2 separate regions of the Salmo salar genome follow, and region 1 is linked to region 2. Evidence: chromatin contacts called from public Hi-C data. All regions are on one chromosome and are shown on one strand. The core of a region is the stretch at or near the end of the contact, and the rest is flanking DNA. Distances in the headings are between cores, read along the strand shown.

Region 1 (4,574 bases), core at 1,647-4,146, 280 kb before region 2:
AACGTTATTCGCAGCTAGCTAGCCAACTAATGTTATTGTGTCTTACCTTCAACAGAATCCGAGTTACGTCGACAAGCTTATCCCCGATATTCCTGTCCGATGCTTGTTTTTCCCATTTGAGGCCCTCTGGTTCAGCAATCTGCCGTCCGTAGACATCCGAGAAATGCTGCAAACATCTCAGTTGAAAATCAGACTATTGGAAGCTAACGTTAGCAAGCCAGGCTAGCTAGTATTTCTAGGCTAGTGCTAACTAGCTTGCTAATTCCTGAACACCAACAACCGACAGAGAAAGCTTCAAATCTCCTCGAAAACGTCCTTGTACACTTTTTATTTTGTCACCGTGGTCTGAATTGAAGATTTGTATGCTCAGTAATCAAAACTGGAGCATTGAAAGGTAAACTTAAAGTAGCTAAAAACGATATTTTGTTTCGGCTTAATCTTCTTTAACGACCCCTTGCAAACTGTTTCCAGACGGGCTTTGGCTTTGATATGCGTCTGAAGGAAAGAGAAAGAGGCCAAATGAAACAGTGATTGTGATTGGCTCTTGAATGTGGGCGGGTACTATTTGTGCACCGATGAAACCGGCGCCATTATGGATCAAATCAAAGTACTAAATCTACATTGATACAATAATATGAAGGCGCGAACATGGTTGACCGAGTACTTCAGTTTCCATGGTTGGGGACCCATCTCCATTATACAGTTGGGAGAGCAAGCAAAGGAAATGGAGTACGAAGGTTGGGTGCACTTGACTTACCTCGCCCATCGTGATGGAGTGAGACACCTCATATCGTATTATTATCATTCACCTGAACAAACATATTATTGCATACTTGAATCTTATCGTAGTCCTACTCATGATGTCAGTTATAACCAAAGCACCTTTACAGGTAACTAGCACCCTAGTCTGACCCAAATGTCCAGATCACAGGTAGGACAGGTCTGAATAGCCTATTTCACTTCCAAAACACTCTTTCTCAGTGCGATCATCAATACATGATTTCTTACCGTTGACAACTACAGTCTCAATATCGTAATGTTGTTGATGATGATGATCTCTGCACACTTTGAAAGTGAGACGGGTTTGGGTTGTTTGGTAATGCATATCGATTGCACCCATTGAAGAGCGTCCTCTGCTGGGCGACAACATGACATGCACGGAGATGTAAGAAGCGCTATCATTGGTTAAGATAAAAAAATATATATTGAATCTATTTCCTCATTGGCTTATTTAAATGTTCGTCACGGTGATAGGATGGGCCTTTATTTTCTTTCAAAACATGATTTGTTTTTAGGTCCTCTACCATATTAAATGGACATACACGTTGTACTGCATGCTTTTAGGATAACTTTTTTTTATGTGACATGCTTCGTAAACAACAGGTGTGGACTAACAGTGAAATGCTTACTTACGGGCCCTTCCCAACAATGCAGAGAGAAAGAAAATATAAAAATAATTGTAAATAGTAAAGTAAAACACATAATAATATTAGATACACAATAAGTAACAATAACTTGGCTATATAGAAGAGGTACCAGTACCGAGTCCATGTGCAGGGGTACAAGGTAATTGAGGTAGATATGTACATATAACTAGAAATAAAGTGACAGATAATAGACAATAGCAGCAGTGTATGTGATCAAAAAAGTTTATGCAAAATAGGTAAATGCAAATATTTGGTTAACTATTTAACTAATCTGTACCTCTATATGGTTAACTATTTAACTAATCGTTACCGTTTGCCATGCGGTAGCAGGAGAGAACAGCCTATGACTTGGGTGGCTGCAGTCTTTGACAATTTTCATGCTTTCCTCTGACACCACCTAGTGTAGAGGTCCTTGTAGACTATACCAAAAATGATATACTCTGTGGTACAAGACTGAAGTAGAGCAGTTTGGGTGCTTCCTTGGTGTCCACATCACTAAGGATCTATCATGGTCCAAACACACCAACACAATTGTGAAGTGGTCACGACAACACCTCTTCCCTCAGGAGGCTGAAAATAATTTGCAATGGGCCTTTCAGATCCTCAAAAAGTTCCATAGCTGCACCTTGACTGGCTGCATCACTGCTTGGAATGGCAACTGCTTGGAATCTGACTGCAAGGTGTTACAGAGGGTAGTGCGTGTGGCCCAGTACAACACTGGAGTCAAGCTCCCTGACATCAAGGACGCAGCTATGGAACTTTTTGAGGATCTGAAAGGCCCATTGCAAATTATTTTCAGCCTCCTGAGGGAAGAGGTGTTGTCGTGACCACTTCACAATTGTGTTGGTGTGTTTGGACCATGATATATCCTTAGTGATGTGGACACCAAGGAAGCACCCAAACTGCTCTACTTCAGTCTTGTACCACAGAGTATATCATTTTTGGTATAGTCTACCAGGCAATTTAAAAAATTTTTAACCTTTATTTAAAGGTCAGATTTTGTCTGGTATTTCTTAGGCAGGGCAGCTTTTACAATCACAATGTCATACACAAACCTTTAGGAACAAGAAAACAACAACAAAACTCTCAAAGCTGTTTCACCATGATCTTACTGATAAAAGTATTAGAAATTTTATTTATTTCTAAATATAAACACAATGAATGCTCGATGCCATAGCTACCTCTGGTGGCTACTTTTGTAACTACAGCAGAGAAGTCCATAGAGACATTATTTAGCATACACAAGAGGCAGATACAGTAAAATACAATGATGTATCAGCGCACAAACACATTGTCAATAATAAGTGTATTTTTGTATTTTATTACAGTTAGCATCTATTCTTTGTGCCATTTTTATCTCAAGGAACGTGTTTGCGGGATGTGAAAATCCTGCGCAGGTAGAGCGCTCATGAAGCAATATCGTGACGTAACCCGATAAGGGTCAAAGGGCCGTTCAGTACTGAATATTTTATTTGATGTACTGTAGCTACTGTAACTGTGAGCAACAGGAAAAGGTCCTAGTCTAATATTAGTTTATTGACAATAAATTATATATTTTCCGCAAATTGAAAGTTATGTCTATCTCAGCGTGAACATAGAATCAAATCAGATATATAGATACTCTTTGGTCAAGGGATACGTATCTCTTGGGGTTAAAGTTCGGGGTTCAGCAAACACTTTTTAAATGTGTCAGGATATCTATGTGCTTATTTGCTCTCGTGGTCAGCCTAACAAGGAATTGGAATACCTATTTAATTCACTGACCTTGCTTCAATGATACAAATTCGTTACCAAAACAGAATGATGGGTACATCTACATTTCAGAGCATATCAAAGGATTTGTGAACGAAACCTTGTCGTTTAAGATACATAGACAGTTGTACATGTACTGAGGACGGATCAGTGTAAGGAGTGATATGTCTTTAATGTAGCAAACCATATTTATTATACTTATGTTGAATAACAACAGCTAGCTAACTATGTAGTTCTCTTTTTTATAACAAAATACCGCGCTGACCACTGCTGCAATCTCAAGGTCGAAAGCCTATTGTCATTACTGACGTTGGCTAGCCAGGTAGTGAATGCACTGTTAATGGTGACCATGTCAGTTTTATTAGCTAGCCAGCTATACTGTAGTTGTATCTAACCTGTGCGAATGTTCGGTAGCCTAGCAGGCAGGGAAATGGCAGCTCTGCGACGTGCCAGTTCTTGTAGAAATTACAAGACGATAATATGGACGGTGTCAGGACGCAGCAACTGTCAATTTGTCAACAAGCGTCCAAACAACGATGGCGCCAAACTGCAGCTATCGACATGTATGAACTGTAAAATGTTATCATGCTCACTTCGTCCATTGGTGACTCAACCATATAATGGCCTCAACCCTGGGCTCATTCAGGTTAGTTGCCTGTCTTTGTTTCCACCATGACAGTAGCTGACTGTCATTCATATCACACATAAGTACATATCCTCTGTCATGTACTTAGCTACTGTAACTGTGAGCAACAGGAAAAGGTCCTTGTCTAATATTATGTTACCACTTCTTTCTCCAGCAACTGCTACACAGACCCATGAGTCCCGGATTGACTGCAGTAAGTAAGCTACTGATCAAGAACAGCTTGTTCAAAAACCCTGTTGGCCTGTGGAATATTTTAGGTATGCAGCCACCCCCACCCACTAATTTGAAGATGATCTAATATTTCCCAGTCTGATGACACTGACTAGTAACCTATCATTGCAGGTTCCACAAATAATTTCAGCTCATCTCAGTCTAAACAACAAGATCAAAAGAACAGTGATGGACCCAAGGGAAAAACTCCAGAGGAAGATGAAGGTCAGTAAGAAACCTCAACACAGCATTGCATTCAGGCTACAGTCCTTTATACTAGCTATCTTGTGCCATGATGACACAGGTGAGTTGTTAGCTGCCCCTCTTAGTTCCCCATTGTCTTTCAGAGGAGAAGAAGCGGCGGGAGCAAGAGGATCAGATGTACAGGGAACGTCTGCGCACTCTCTTCATCATCGCCCTCGTCATGAGCCTCCTCAACTCCATCAATACCAGCGGGGGAAACATCTCCTGGAATGACTTTGTCAATGAGATGCTGGCCAAGGGTGAGGTATCTCGTGTGCAGGTGGTCCCGGAGAGCG
Region 2 (5,289 bases), core at 424-2,923:
TATAATTTGTCAAACATCTTTTGCTTTAGAAATGAATAAATGAATTACACTTGATAGTGCTTCTTTGAAATGGAGTAAATGGAGGTTCTGATGGACATAGTTTATTTCACTGTTATACACAAAGCAACATGTAAAGTGTTTCAGGAAATTATGTACAGATGTTCAAGAAAATATCAGCTAGCTTGCACCATCATTGCAGACACCATGCTGTCAAAGGCCCTGGAGAAAAAAGGTGTAAATCACAATGATTATAGCAATTTTGATATACACCATTACATAATTAACACTGTAGTGGGGATAGCTCACTTAGACTGAATGGTGTCTCCAGGATTGTAGAATGGGTTGCACATCACATCAGTAAATGAGTTGTGTAGCTTTCTGAACATCTGAAGGAAAGAATGTGTCAAGTAGTTTCATAAAAATCAGATCCCTCTGAAAGCCATTAAGCGAACCATACAGTCAGGGGTTGACTTACACTTCTAATCTCATTGTCCCGCAGAGATGTGTTTGACGAGTCCACGACAATGACAAACTTCACCTTGGAGTTTGTCACATAGCCATATCTGGTATGTCGGTAAAGGAGTATACATTCAATTTGATAGGAGAAAAAACATGATGCAGACAGGAATGAAATATACCATTTTTTTTCAAATGAGAAGGATACACTTTCTGGTCCTCTGTTGGGTACAGCAACCCAAGGTAAAGCTCTCTCTGGTCTGCCATAGCTTTGCCGACTGCTGAAATCTTCTCTTCCACCACATCCAGAGAGGTATGCACCGTGTAGTGGAACTTCAGTTCATTCTGTACAGGTACACTTCGGATGAACAGAGGATAATTCTAACAGAATAGGGCATTAATTAGTGCAACCTTACATAATAAAACCTCAATTCATCACAAAAGTTAAACTTGCCAAATACTTGCAGATAGAATGTATATGGTGCTGGACCACAGGTTGAGGGTGTGCAATCTTTTGTTCCAGCCCAACACTAACACACCTGCGGGCTTAATGATTAGCTAGTTTGTTAACATTGGCTGTGTTGGACTAGAATTTAAAAAAAAAAAAAACTCAACCTTTGGTTTGGACCAAGATTGAAGAACAGCATTGATCTGCATATGAATTGAATACGAATAGCGAACTACGCCTGAAACTTTCACCTGAAGTCTGACTTGATGCATTATTATTGTATGCTTATCTCTCAAATGAACTCTACGACATAGGCTACTAACTAGCTAGTCAGTTCTAAATAGGCCATACTCAATTTAGCTAACTAACTAGTTAGCCCAGCTGGCTAGCCACTACCTAGCCTTATAGCATCACAGTCACCACTCAGGTTCGTAGAGGGGTTGGGTTAAATGCGGAAGACACATTTCAGTTGAATGCATTCAGTTGTACAACTGACTAGGTATCCTCCTTTCCCATTGGAGGCTAGTGCATAAAAAAAAAAAAGCAAATTACATTCCATCAAATGTCGATGTAAATAGCATTCTTGTTTCATTTTACCTCTTTAGCAATGACAGCGATACAGACCGCCATCTTGGAATTATGTCTGCTGTGCCTGCCAAGGCGTATCACGTGACTGTGTGTGCTAGCTAAAGACAAGTCAGACAACTTCAATTTCTCCCGTAATTTTGTGTAACTGTTCATGGAAAATAACGGGACTTGTGTTTTTAAGCGTGTCTACATCGGATAGTAAAGTCAGCTTCACCCACTTGAATATGCGCAAGTGTTGCGCTAAAAAAAGCTCGTGAAAGCAAACAACGAGAGATCGTCATGTGCTTCCTGAATGTGTTATCATGTGACACTTCCTCATCGCGTTCTTCGTCTTGCTTTGTGCAATGGATGTCTGTCTAATTCAAACTTTGATATTGTTTTGTAGTTTAATATGTTGTTTTTGGGCAGATACTTCTTCAAACAAGTCGACTCCGAACATTATCATCATTCTTATGGATGACGTAAGATGTTGATGTATTTTTAGTTTGGGGAGTGTTACTTTTGGGGGATGAGACTTGAAAAACTAACTTTTATAATCTCGAAAACCTGTGGCATGATTACTCAAATGGAATGCTGACATGACTGGCTGTGTCCTCTCTGATTATATACCACGTATACTTGACATATTGACATACAATAATACACAGCATGCCAACATATGCTTTGTATATGGTCTCTGTCAGGACATGGTAACCATTTCTCTGCAACTCTATTTGAGATGTTGTGTTCTAATGTAAAGTCTGCTTATCAGAGCATGATGATCCACTAACATTTGACAGCTTGTTCCTCTAATGTTTTTAGATGGGCTGGGGAGATTTGGGAGTGTTTGGCCAGCCCTCCAAGGAGACCCCAAACCTTGACTCCATGGCTGCCCAGGGGATGCTGTTCCCCAACTTCTACGCAGCTAACCCCCTCTGCTCTCCATGTGAGTGTCAGCTACATACATGTCATACTTGATTAAAGTCCCAATCCTCTTGAATTCATAGATATAAAAACATATTACACTGATTATAAAGACAGAAGGAATTCATAGTCTGAATAGCTAGTGTGGTACCAATTCTGGATAGGAATTGGCACCACATGCATAAGAACCTGACTGTCAGTGCAACAGTCAATGATAACAATTCAATAATATTGTGATTGTCATTGTAGAGGAATAGTTGCAGTGATGGTAACGTCACTGTGATTAAGTGGGATTTGGGTGAGAGGTTGGTGGTAGGTGCAGGCATCCTTCAAAAGCCTTTTGAAACAATGTGACGCATACATCAGAAGCCTAAGCTGTGTGTGTCTGGGTGATAGAGGGGAGAAGACTCATTATGCTAATAGGGATAATACACTATTGAAATATGCTAATTATACCTAATTTGGGAATTTGAATAAACGTGTTATGCAAAATAGATCGACCCTTTTCTTTTTTCTAATTAATATTTAAGCAAATAAGACCTAATCAATTGCTTATCTCATATGTGTGTGTGATGCGAGTGCCTGAAGGAAGCCAAGTGCATCATACCTGGCTATTTGTATTAACGCCACGGAGAGGGTATTAGAGGATTCAGCCACTGAATGTTAATTAGAAAAGTAATCATATACTGAAATGGTACGTGGCTTAATCACAATATCCAGGGTGAGCTCCCATATACACTACCGTTCAAAAGTTTGGGGTCACTTAGAATTGTCCTTGTTTTTTTTTTTTTTTAAAGAAAAGCAAATTTTTTTGTCCTTTAAAATAACATCAAATTGATCAGAAATGCAGTGTAGACGTTGTAAATCACTATTGTAGCTGGAAACGGCAGATTTTTTTTAATGGAATATCTACATTGGCGTACAGAGGCCCATTATCAGCAACCATCACTCCTGTGTTCCAATGGCACATTGTGTTAGCTAATCCATGTTTATCATTTTAAAAGGCTATTTGATCATTAGAAAACCCTTTTGCAATTATGTTAGCAGAGCTGAAAACTGTTGTCCTGATTAAAGAAGCAATAAAACTGGCCTTCTTTACACTAGTTGAGTATCTGGAGCGTCAGCATTTGTGGGTTCGATTACAGGCTCAAAATGGCCAGAAACAAAGCACTTTCTTCTGAAGCTCGTCAGTCTATTCTTGTTCTGAGAAATTAAGGCTATTCCATGCGAGAAATGTCCAAGAAACTGAAGATCTCGTGCAACGCTGTGTACTACTCCCTTCACAGAGCACAAAGAGGAGTGGGAGGCCCCAGTGCACAACTGAGCAAGAGGCAAGTACATTAGAGTGTCTAGTTTGAGAAACCGACGCCTCCCAAGTCCTCAACTGGCAGCTTTATTAAATAGTACCCGCAAAACACCAGTCTCATCGTCAACAGTGAAGAGGCGACTCCGGGATGCTGGCCTTCTAAAGAAGGCTAGTTTTATTGCTTCTTTAATCAGGACAACAGTTTTCAGCTGTGTTAACATAACTGCAAAAGGGTTTTCTAATGATCTATTAGCCTTTTTAAAGGATCAACTTGGATTAGCTAACACAATGCGCCATTGAACACAGGAGTGATGGTTGCTGATAATGGGCCTCTGTATGCCTATGTAGATATTCCATTAAAAATAAGCCGTTTCCAGCTGCAATAGTCATTTACAACATTAACAATGTCTACACTGTATTTCTGATCAATTTGATGTTATTTTAATGGACAGAAAATGTCCATTAAACAAACAATTCTAAGTGACCCACTTATATATTTTTTACTTGAAAATATAGCCAGACGCAAAACCCAATGCTCAACTTGGTTCATTTTTTATTTTACCTTTATTTAACTAGGCAAGTCAGTTAAGAACAAATTCTTATTTTCAATGACAGCCTAGTGGGTTAACTGCCTTGTTCAGGGGCAGAACAACAGATTTGTACCTTGTCAGCTCAGGGATTCGAACTTGCATCCTTTCAGTTACTAGTCCAATGCTCTAACCACTAGGCTACGCTGCCTCCCCGGTTCATACATACATACATACATACATACATACATACATACATACATACATACATACATACATACATACATACATACATACATACATACATACATACATACATACATACAGTACCAGTCAAAAGTATGGACACACCTACTCATTCAAGGGTTTTTCTTAATTTGTACTATTTTCTATATTGTAGAATAACAGTGAAGACATTAAAACTATGAAATAACACATGGAATCATGTAGTAACCAAAAAAGTGTTAAACAAATGAAAATATTTGAAATATTTTAGGTTCTTCAAAGTAGCCACCCTTTACTTTGATGACAGCTTTGCACATACCTTTTTATTTATTTGTCTTTTTGTTATTTTTTCCTTTTATTTCTTTATTATTTCTTCATTTTTTTTACACCCTTTTTTTCTCCCGATTTCGTGATATCCAATTGGTAGTGATAGTCTTGTACCATCGCTGCAACTCCCGTACGGACTCAGGAGAGGCGAAACACGACCCCGCCAAGCCACACTGCTTCTTGGCAAAATGCTTGCTTAACCCGGATCTGACTAGTTATATACTGTGGAACTTTATGTAAAATCACATGCAGCCTCTCCCACTTTAACTACGCATTCAGCTAAGATCATTTAAATAGTTTCTCAAAACATGATGTTGATGTCTCTTCTCCTGTTACTCCTTAGCCAGAGCTTCACTTCTGACAGGACGATTACCAGTTAGAAATGGATTCTATACCACCAATGCCCATGCCAGGAATGGTGAGCTCTAACTCTCTCTTTTGAGTTATATTTCCCTTGCTGCTTTGCCACACAAATTAATGTAACCCCTGACCTTTGCAGCCTACACACC

The links. Hi-C and Micro-C count contacts between places; a contact is called where the count stands out from the background.
Region 1: a Hi-C map of gill shows a contact between it and region 2, with 2.6 times the contacts expected there. The contact joins the promoter of LOC106587257 here to the promoter of LOC106587262 in region 2. A contact is called at or near these places in 3 of 3 Hi-C or Micro-C datasets (blood, gill and muscle).

What each region holds. Positions count from the first base shown.
Region 1 is chrssa26:15,681,365-15,685,938 of Ssal_v3.1, reverse strand. It overlaps LOC106587257 (paraplegin-like), which reads left to right and starts at 2,896. Exons shown (of 17, transcript XM_014175494.2): 1 at 2,896-3,825; 2 at 3,980-4,082; 3 at 4,168-4,260; 4 at 4,383-4,574. The coding sequence starts at 3,583. It overlaps LOC106587256 (ankyrin repeat domain-containing protein 11), which reads right to left and starts at 502. Exons shown (of 14, transcript XM_014175493.2): 1 at 47-502.
Region 2 is chrssa26:15,394,946-15,400,234 of Ssal_v3.1, reverse strand. It overlaps LOC106587262 (N-acetylgalactosamine-6-sulfatase), which reads left to right and starts at 1,673. Exons shown (of 14, transcript XM_014175497.2): 1 at 1,673-1,953; 2 at 2,294-2,417; 3 at 5,124-5,198; 4 at 5,280-5,289. The coding sequence starts at 1,837. It overlaps tpc2l (Trafficking protein particle complex subunit 2-like protein), which reads right to left and starts at 1,543. Exons shown (of 5, transcript NM_001141041.1): 1 at 1,502-1,543; 2 at 665-801; 3 at 476-563; 4 at 307-386; 5 at 1-219. The coding sequence starts at 1,534. The coding sequence ends at 174. It overlaps pabpn1l (PABPN1 like, cytoplasmic), which reads left to right. Exons shown (of 7, transcript XM_014175502.2): 7 at 1-54.